Linked DNA regions of Capsicum annuum: region 1 is linked to region 2. The links are chromatin contacts, called in public Hi-C maps. All regions are on one chromosome and are shown on one strand. Each heading gives the region's core, a stretch centred on a gene start, on an enhancer-like site or on the middle of the called end of the contact. The rest is flanking DNA. Distances are from core to core; before and after follow the strand shown.

Region 1 (5,562 bases), core at 2,371-4,870, 86 kb after region 2:
AAGAACTTCAAAATATCAGCCTTGACTCAATTATTCTTCATGCATTTGGCCAGACAAGCGACCTCATTTTCCCAGCTTGTTATCATTCTATTTTCACCCATCCAGGTCAGTAAGACTTCCATACATGTTTTGAGTAAGCTCAAAGAAAAGATGAACCAGTGTCTCATCTGCACTTGTATCATTCTATTTTCACTCTTGCTGTCATCTTCTCTACAAGTGGCATACATTGTTGAACACTCAGCTTCCTTGGTGAGAGAGGTATCCCCGAGTACCTAAATGGCATCTCACCATTAGAAAAGTGCATTTAAATGAGGACTTGCTCTTTGAAACTTTGTGAAACTCCTGCCAGATAGAAGAGCTCTTCACAAATTAGCATGGAACCCCGAGACCTAGGGGAAGTGATCAAAAGCCTGTTGCATCAACTGAATAGACACACCATCAACTCTGCAAGACATCAAAAGATCATCTACCTTGATTTCATAAAGGCATAAAAAAGTACTTGGTATCAGAATCTCAATTGGAAATCCACGTGGCTGTGGATCTTTGTCTTAGCACCCTCTCCGACCAGTCTTCCAACTGGATTAGCAATTGTACTGATTAGTTCTACATTGAGCAGGTCAGACTGCAAGCCTGAGTGATCCCAAGCTGCTCCTGTGATTCCTCAACTCTCTTATCCAGGTTTGTGAGGTCTCTATTCATTTGATAGCCTTTAGTTCAGTTGGTTGAGGTTTCCTCCATGCCCCGTACATAATGTGGCCATTTATACTCTGGTTCCGGGTACTATGAACTTCCTTTTGAAAGCCTGCTGAGTCAGTAGTTTATTGTATAGTCTAAAGGTCTTGAGAGCACAAATTTACAAATTGTCCCTTGGGAAGAAGCAATCAAGTCTGTCAATTCCAACCTTATTTTTTAAAATTACGTAGTTGTAGACTTCCTTCTGCTCCAAATTATTTGCCATTCTGATCTTATCATTGTCAGTTTGACCATTTTGTGGAGCTAACTGAGATTAGATCAATTCATTCTTCTAAAATTATAGTTTCATATTCCTATGCCACAATTTTCTTGATTTAAAAAATGGTCAAAGAAGATTGTTAAAGAAATAGACCTTAGGCCTAACTCAACCCGAAAAGCTAGCACATGACCGAAGGATTGTCCATAGGGATGACAATGGTGCGGTGCGGTGCGGGTGTGGTGCGGGTTTTTACTAAACCCGCAAGTTTTAAAACCGCACCGCATGACATTTAAACCCACATAAACCCGCCCCACATTCATACCCATAACCGCACCACAACGCCCCATGTTTTTACTTTTTCCCTTTTTTTTTGAAAAATTTGTAACTCTATTGAAAATCATAATATTTTCAAATCTACAACTAGAAAATAATAACTAATTTCTATTATAGCACTTTTCGCTAAAAAATTGTCAAAAAGTATAGCGTGTACAAGTAATGATCAAATATCATATTTTTATTCAAATGAATAGAGATGTTAAAAAAGCTACTATAAAATTATTTATTTGTAGTGTTATGCATGTAGTTTTAAGTATCATAAAATTTAAGTAAAGAACACATATAATTTTAGGTATATTCACGAGAACAATATTAATTTTCAGCTTTTTTGTTATTTTAAACCCGCATATATCCGCAACCCGCACCGCACCGCACCATTTTAAAAAAAAATTACTTTAACCCGCATCGCATAGCTTAAAACCCGCACCGCACCGCACCCGCACTGCCCCATTGTCATTCCTAATTGTCCAAAACCATATAAGGAGACAAAGTGCCCATTATCGAACAAATATAACTTAATGTTAGTAAAAAATAAACACCAATGAATAGAAAGTACATTGCACGTAATGGGGAATTAAAGCCATAAGTTAGGAAACTATGGCTTTTGGCTTAGTTTTGTTATTATGGCTTTAAAACAAGTGCTTAAAAGCACTTTTTTGTTTTACCCAAACGCTACAAAAGTGCCTAAAAGCTATTTTGAAGCACCTAAAATAAGTCAACTTTTTTTAATAACCAGGGTGTCCAAGCCAGCTCTTGCACCTCTAATTCCACCTGGTAACTCTGTCCACCAAGGCCAGGACATATAGGAAGAAGCACCTAGTATTTTTTTATCACTGCTGGAATTTGGAATTTGATCCTGAGACCTCATGTTGTCAACCGATTTCATTGACCACTAGTCCACACCCTTGGGTGCCTAATATAAGTCAATTCAAATAGGCTCAGTCCAAAAACGAGAAAATACGAGTTCTAGTTACCTGCCATGCGATGCGATCAATATTAAGAGTAAGAAGCAGTGTTTTCGCCCCTAATCGTGCTGAAGCAAGGGCAGCTTCACATCCTGCGTGGCCTCCTCCCACCACAATCACGTCATATCTTTCATCACCCACTTCAGTATAACTACTCGAGCCTGCCAAATTTTTGATAATGCATCAGAAGTTTTCAGCAGAAAACACGACTGAATTTGTTACCTTCAAAAAAAAAAAAATACACATGACTGCACAGTACTACTGACTTCTCTGGTTTATATTATCAAAATGTTAGCAAACTATCTTGTTATGAATGAGGCACAAGATAATAAATATGGTGAAATTGGATCCATTGGAACGAGAAGCAGGACCAAGCATCCACCAAGGAAGCTGTCGAAAATCAAAGTACATTTGGGACCCTGGTTAAGGAGCGTGTGCACTGTGGGCTATATATACAAGAGGAGATATTTCATTAGGCTCATGTTATGAAATTGTATCTTTATTTTCTAAGTTGTTTCGTCAAACTAATTATGGAACCTCCCTCCCTTCTTTATTTCCTTTTATTTGAAAGTTTTGTTGTTGGGAAGAAGATGAACTTCCACATCAATGTATGTGATTACCCCCATATCAACACAATTCTCCTTCATTACATATTTGCATTTCTAAGTAATCCCTCTGTCCTAATTTATGTAGCACAGTTCGAATTTCGAGATTCAAATTTCTAAACTTTGACTGTAAATTTGGACATAGAAGCTTTAAGTTTTTTGAAATAAAATATATATTTCTGTAAACTACGTAAAAGTACTGTAAATCACAATAATATTTAAAATGCATAAAAAAATCTCCGTCGAAAAGAAAAAAACTTATTCACTCTCGAAATTCCAGTTGCACCATATAAATTGGGATGCAGGGAGTATTAGTCACTAATCACGAGAAAGTTAAATGTTGTCACTTTTCACGTAGTTCCTAAATTTTCTTTTTGATAAAGTGGTGTCCAGTAGCAAATTCAAATAGAATCAAATCAGTACATATATAAACATTTTCAAATTAAACTTATATTTTATTTTTTTTTGGATAATTACACGAAGAATGATGTGTTTCTACTTACCATTCAATTGAGCTACGACAGTGTAAGGACGGGTAGCTGAGGAGTACAGAGTGCAGAAGCTACCGGAAAACCGGAAGCTCCGGTAGAATCTGAGGACTTGACGTTGTTTACGAAGAAATGGAAAGGCAAAAGAGCGGGGAACCGGTAAACCGGAAGCGAACCGGGTCCAGTTCAGAGAAAGAACAGTCGCCATTAAAATTCAGAGGTGTACAAGCTGTTGAAGCTCATTATATGGAGAGATAAATTTCTTTTGAAATACCCCTCTATTTTGTCATTTGTGTATAAGTTTTGGTGTACACCCCCAAAGTTTCAAAAATTACAATGTGTCCAACCTCTTTTAAATATTTGTCCATTTTGGATTTTGTTTCGTTGGTTTCTCACCCGATGTTTGATATCTGTATTGAAATATAATTAAATTTAAACTCGCATTAAAAAGTTCTATACTGAAAATAGCACATTTCTTAATAAAGGTGACTCTATACCCAAGAGACTCGAACTTGAGATCTCTCGAGTATGGTTAAGTGTTTAGTTATGAATTTGATCCATTATTTTAGTTTTAATTTAGAAAAGTAAATTTGAGGAGTGCTTTGATGTTCCAAGGGAGATGGACATGGAAAATGGGTGAATCTCAAAAATAGATCAAATTGGAGTGGCTTTCAAATTTTAGCCTTAAATTAAAAAAAAATTCTTAAAATAGCCTTTATCTATTAACTAATATTTTTTTGGATAAAATTATCTCTGATCAATGAAGTAATTACATAAATATCATAATTGATAACAACTCCATATTTATATTTTTTAACTTTTTCTATTTTTTTTCTTTTTTTAATTTTACTTTGATTTTTCTTTTTTATTTTCTCTTTTTATTTTTATTTTTCTCAACCCTCACTTTTTTCTTTTTTTTCTCTCAACTTCTTTCTTTATTATTTTATATTATTTTTTATTTTTTCTTTCTTCTTTTTTTTTTATTCTTTTTAGTTTTTCTCAACCCTTATTTTTTTTACATCTTTCAACGTCTACTTTTGTAATAAAAAAAAATCTTTGATTTTTTTCTTTTAAAATTTTTCTCGGCCTTTATTTTTATTTAATTTTTTTCATCAACCTTTATTTTTTTTCCTATTTTCTCTCAATTTCTACATTTTCTTTGATTCTTGTTTTTTAATATTTTTCTTCTTTTTTCGTAATTTTTATTATTTTTGTTGTTTTCTTTGATTTCTTCCATTCAAGTTACATCTCATGAGCAAGAGTTGACACTATCACATTATAAAGGCAAGACTTACAACTTTCGAATAATAAGCTACGTTTCATGGGCAAGAGTTGACACCACTACATTGTAGAGGCAAGACTTGTGACTTTCAAACAACAAGTTGTGTTTCATGGGCGAGAGTCGACACTACCACAGTGTATTTTAATTTATGAGATGTTTTATAACTTTAACATTAGAGGAAAGACTTAGCTCAGGGACTTTCAAACAACAAATTATGCCTCACGGGTAAGAGTTGGACTCTACCACGTTGTGTTTTCATTTATAAGATGTTCTACAACTACTGTCTTAGAGGCAAGACTTAGCTCAAGAACTTTCAAACAACAAGTTATGTTTCATGGGCAAGAGGCGACACTATCACATTGTATTTTGATTTATGAGATATTTTACAACTATTATCTTAGAGGCAAGACTTGGCTTGGAAACTTTCAAACAACAAATTATGCCCCATGGGCAAGAGTTGACTCTATTACGTTTGTTTTCATTTATGAAATGTTCTACAACTATTACCTTAGAAGCAAGACTTAGCTCAAGGACTTTCAAACAATAAATTATGCCCCACGGGGAAGAGTTGACTCTACCACGTTATATTTTTATTTATGAGATGTTCTACAACTATTGCCTTAAAGGCAAGACTTAGCTCAAGGACTTTCAAACAACAAATTATGTCCCACGGACAAGAGTTGACTCTACCATATTATGTTTTCATTTATGAGATGTTCTACAACTCTTGCCTTAGAGGAAAAACTCAACTCAAGGACTTTCAAACTACAAATTATGCCCTATGAGCAAGAGTTAACTCTACCACATTATATTTTTATTTATGAGATGTTCTACAACTCTTACCTTAGAGGCAAAACTTAACTCAAGGATTTTCAAACTACAAATTATGCCCCACGGGCAAGAGTTGACTCTACCACGTTATATTTTCTTTTAT
Region 2 (5,352 bases), core at 2,196-4,695:
TACCCCTCCCTCTAACGAAATTCGAAAAAGGATCAAAAATACCCCTGAACTATCTGAAATGGCTCAAAAATACTCCTCCCTTTAACGAAATTCCACGTGACTATGCCACATTACCATCCACATGTAAAATGTTAGTATTTTTTAATTATGTGACATTCCCTTCTTCTTTATTATTATTTTTATTTTTTTGCAAAACAGTGAAACGAAAAAACTAAAAAAACAATCTTTTACTAATTACTTCATTAGTGTTTTAAAAGTTCTAGATTTCACCTTTTCATTAGCGTTTTAAAAGTTCTAAATTTCATCTTGTTATTATCGTTTGAGACGAGGGACAGCTTGATCTTGATCTGATGTTGACTCGGAGGAGGAGCTAGAATTTTAACTTTTAAGCTAGCAAATGTTGATGTACTAATAATTGAGTTGAATTTACTACATGCAAATTCTTTTTCAAAATAAATGAATTCCTTTTAACACTTGTTTAATTATTCGAAATGAATTCATTTTTCTTAATTTAGTTTTGATGAATAATCTTATTATTTTTAGAACAAGTTCGAAAAGAAGTAAATGATAATTAATATTGATAAATTATTCTTTAATTATGTCATTCATTAACTTTTTGAAGATGTGCGCCACATTCAAAGATTCATTAATTTTAGATTAGAGGAGGTATTTATTAAATCATTTTAACATAAACATTTTGAGTAAAAGCTAGCAAAGCCAAACACATCTTTTGAGTAACTAATTTGAAGTTTAGTTTGAAATTTGTTACTTTTACGAGTAAATCTTAATTTTAACTTTGATACTGGCCTAATAATTAATGGGTTTATTAGTTTAATAAGACTATTTTGTTGGGTTTCACACTTTTAAACCTATTAACAGGAAAAAACTTATTTTTTAGATGACCAAAGAAATTTGATAATAGCGATGTTACATTTAATAAATTTTTTCAAAAAAAATATTATGTAACCATCGTTTGTCTACTTTGATTAAAAATTAAAAAGTCATATAAGTTTTGTCTGTTTCACTGACGTTTTTAAATAAAAATAAAAATAAAGAAGAAAGGAATGTCATATAATTAAAAAATACTAACATTTTACATGTGGATGGTAATGTGGTATAGTCACGTAGTTTTTTTTTATCTGGGTGGCATGCTTGATGGAATTTCGTTAAGGAGAGGGGTATTTTTAAGCCAAATATTTAACAGAGGGGTATTTTTGAGCCATTTCAGATAGTTCAGGAGTATTTTTGATCCTTTCCCGAATTCCGTTAGAGGGAGGGGTATTTTTAGCCAAATATTTAACGAAGGGGTATTTTTGAGCCAAAAATCTAACGAGGGGCATTTTTGAGCTATTTCAGATAGTTCAGGAGTATTTTTGAGCCTTTTCCGTCTTAGAAGAATAATGATTTGTATTGTTTTTGATCGAAAGAAAATCATTTTATTTCAACCAGTAACATTTGTAGTACAAACACTTTTCTGTCTCTTTTAGCTATTACAATTTTCAAACATATCTATACTAGACTGAATAGCTATTCAGCTTTGCTAATATTTCCTGCCATTTACACTGTGATTGACCTTTAATATGAGTTTGAAGGCAGATATCTTTTATCAGCTGTGAAGCATTTTTCTGTTGAGTCTTGAATCTTCTTCCATTTTTTTCAATCCAGACTTGGTAGACTGTGGCAACAAACAAGAATATCAGGATCTGTAGTCTTGCCTTTGAAGTGTGTACACCACTAGTCAGCCACTTGATTTCAGTTGTCCATGTGTGTACTTGTCTGGTAATGCATATCCACTTCAAGAGAGTACTCCAAATAGTTTTAGAATAAGGACATTCAAAGAATAGGTGCTGAAAGGTTTCTTTAGTTCCTATACCACGAAGTACACATCCAGCATCTACACTTATACCCTATTTTTCAAGTCTTTCAACAGTTGCTAACCTTCCATGTAAATCCAGCCATACTATGAATTGGTGTCTTGGGATAGTTCCTTGGGATTGCACCAAATTTCTCCATACAACCTTGGGTTGTTGAGGTAGCATTAATTAGTATAGTTTTTTTATACTAAATTTTGTGCCCACTGTAAATTGTGATAGGTGTTGCATTGGGTTGACAGTTGGAAACCCTTTCCTAGCATCAAACACTTTCTTGTTTAGGTGTGTTCATTGATACCAAGTCTCTGCCCTTGATATAGAAGTTGTGAATCTATTGGACCCACAAAGTGTCCTCCTTGTTTGACAATGCCCATAATAATTTACATATAGCAGCTTTGTTCCATCTTTCAAATTCAATTATGTTCAAGCCCCTAGCAGCTTTGGAAAGGCGCATAGTGTCCCAAGCAACCAGTGATTTCTTTGAGTTTTCAACACCTCCTATCTAGAGAAATACCCTGCATATATGTGTAACTATGGAGATAACTTTCTTAGGCAGTAAGAACACTTGTACTGGTATGCTTGCATTTCAAATATTACACTCCTAATTAGCTGCAAACTGCCACTGTAGGATAGTAGTTTAGCAGTCCAACACTGAATCTTGCTACTATTTTCTCAACCAGAGGCATGCACTGTTGGATAGTCAATTTCCTAAATGAGAGTAGCACCCCTAAGTACTTGAAGGGAATTTCTCCCATTGTAAGTTGGCACACCTCGAATGGTAGTTGAAGTTTGGGTTGTGCCTCAATTGTTTCAAGGATTTGTTTAGGCACTCCATCACCAGCACAAAGAGATATGGGGACATAGGGTCTCCCTGTCTAAGCCCTTTCTTAGCAGCAAACTTATCAGTTAAGCTTCCATTTACCAGGATAGAGTAGCTAACAGTAGTTACACGTCATTATCCAGTCAATCATCTTAGCAGGGAAGCCTTATTCAGCAAGAATCATTTGCAGGATTCCCCATTCAACTTAATCATAAACTTTTTTTATATCAATTTTCATGAAACGTCTTGGAGAAACATACTTCTGCCCATATCCCCTAATCAGTTCATGTGCAACTACTACATTATCTAAGATGTTTCTTCCCTCTGAATGCAGATTGTGAATTTCCCACTATAACATCTACCATAGGCTTCAGTTTTGCAGTAAGTATTTTTGCAATAATCTTATATAAAGCAGTACAGCATGCTATTGGTCTATACTCCTTCACAAAGTTAGGGTTGGCTACTTTAGGGACAAGTGTGATAGTCGCACAGTTTATACTTTTTAAGCAGTTTTTCATTTTAAAAAAATTGTAGAACTGCTGCAGTGACCTCTTGACCCACTACTAACCAGTTATTTTTAAAAAATTCTATGGGAAAGCCATCAATATCTGGTGCCTTGTCACATGGGAGGTGTTGGATTGTATCAAAAATCTCCTATTCTGTCACTGCTTGTAGTAATTGTTTCTGTTGTTCAATGTGTAGGCATGGACCATCTCTTGCTATGTCAATATTAATGCAAGGTAATTCACTTGCTGCAGAGCCCAAGAGTTATTGAAAGAACTGAGTGAATTCCTATTGTACTTGTGATGGTTCTATGACCCTAGTTCCTTGATCATTACAGACTGAGCCACTTCTATTTCTTGCTTGTCTATTCTTCAGGTGAGCATGAAAATATTTTGAGTGTCCATGTGCTATCCAAGTTGCCCTGGACTTCTGTCTCAATACTTATTCATTTATCAATTCCCACTTCTGTAGTTGAGCAAGTACTTTTTCTCCTGCTGGATCAAGTTTGTATTAAATAGATTTTCATTTAAGTTTGTTTGCACTTGTTGCAGCTCTGTTCTCAACTTTTGTATTTTCTACTCCAATGATGACATCTGTTGATTCAGTGACTTAGCCTTAGCTCCAATCCTCAGTAACCTTTGCCAAACTAAGTACATTGCACAACCCTGTATATTTTGACCCCAGACTTCTTTAACTATACTCTGGAACTGGTCTTGGTTTAGTAAGACATTAAGTATATTAAAGGGTCTTTTAGTAATCTGAAGAAGCACTTCTGTGTTGACAGTAATGGGTGAATGATCTGAACACCCTGGCTGCTTGAATACAGCATCTAGAGCTCCATACTTCATAAACCAAACTGCATTTTCTAGTATCCAGTCTATTCTGTTCTATTGCACCAAGTATAGTCACAACCTCTTTTGGGTAGTAGGCGGAGTCTTAACTGCTCTATACAGTCTTGGAAATCTTGTACATCAGTTTGTTGAACAGGGGCCCCATTGAGTCTATTATTGTAGAAAGTCCGGTATTGAAGCCACCAAGTATGACCCAAAGGTCATTTATAGTATTATGAATACTTCCCAGGTGTTCCCAGATGTCTTTCCTGCTTATAGTGGTGTTGTATCCATAGACAGAGATCATGAAACTAACAAAACTGGACCCTTTACCTTCCACATAGCAGTGAACCAACTGTGGTGTGGTTAATACAATTGTGACATTGTCCTGTTGATGTTTCCAGCATATCCATACTCTTCTTGTGTGGTCCGCATTATAGTCAGTTGTGCAAGTCCATTCCTTACCTAGTAGCATTGTAATAGTATCTCTTTTATTGTACTTTATTTTTGTCTCCAAGCACCCCAGTAAATCCATTTTATTTTGAGCCAGAAAGGGTTTTAGCTCCTTCAGTTTAAAGGGTTGATTCAGCCCTTTTATGTTCCAAGAGCAGAAGATCATGTGGAGCTTGTGAGGGCTGCTCAGGACAAAGGCTAAGAGCATATGCATCTTGTATGTTTCTTTCTTCTAATTCACTGGTTTGACTACTTCCTACATTTGAATTTGAAGCTTGCATTGCTCCTACTTTCTCTTTCCCCTTGTTCCTCCTGGAATCATGCTCTTGTGGATTACCAATATCAGCAGGTATGAGGTGCTCTTTTTGGGCTAGTGCAGCTATAGGAGCAACTTTTGGCAACCATTGTGAGGATCCATATCTTCTCCTGTGTTAGTGTTGGTACTTTGGGAGGTTCAGGATGTTGTTTAGTCTGTTTCCTAAAACTATGCAGTCTTGGCAGTATTATGGCCACAAGTCATAGTCTAAGTTCTGTCTTCTGGTATTTCCATCAGGTTCTTCAGCCAACATATGTTCAGGTAATGGTTGTGTCACATTCATTTCTATCAACATTCTAGTATAGGATATCCTCCCCTCTCCAACAATTAGGCTATTAGTGCACACTGGTTTACCTAAGTAGCTAGCTATTCTGCTCAAGTTCTCAATAGCCCAGTATTGAATAGGTAGATAGGGGAATAACTCACAGTGGCACTTGTTTCAGAGATTCTTTACTCCTCTGGAAGTTTGGTACCCATGCCATGATTTCAGCACAAAGGCTCTATAATCATGCGTATAAGGGCCATTATTGAGAACTTTAGCTCTATCAGCTTCATTCA

The links. Hi-C and Micro-C count contacts between places; a contact is called where the count stands out from the background.
Region 1: a Hi-C map of leaf shows a contact between it and region 2, with 2.3 times the contacts expected there. The contact joins the promoter of LOC107839875 here to the enhancer-like site in region 2. A contact is called at or near these places in 3 of 5 Hi-C or Micro-C datasets (leaf and placenta).

What each region holds. Positions count from the first base shown.
Region 1 is chr1:152,519,890-152,525,451 of UCD10Xv1.1, forward strand. LOC107839875 (tRNA uridine 5-carboxymethylaminomethyl modification enzyme MnmG) reads right to left here and starts at 3,621. Exons shown (of 13, transcript XM_016683525.2): 1 at 3,362-3,621; 2 at 2,263-2,414. The coding sequence starts at 3,554.
Region 2 is chr1:152,434,151-152,439,502 of UCD10Xv1.1, forward strand. The region is part of intron 24 of LOC107858843 (protein CHROMATIN REMODELING 24); the gene reads right to left. Among protein-coding and RNA genes, the nearest start is that of LOC107858843, 16 kb to the right of the region's middle. Within about 2 kb of position 3,446, at least 1 of the 5 cell types and tissues checked has an H3K27ac peak or open chromatin away from gene starts, as enhancers often do. A contact at or near this core is called in leaf, where this site is marked.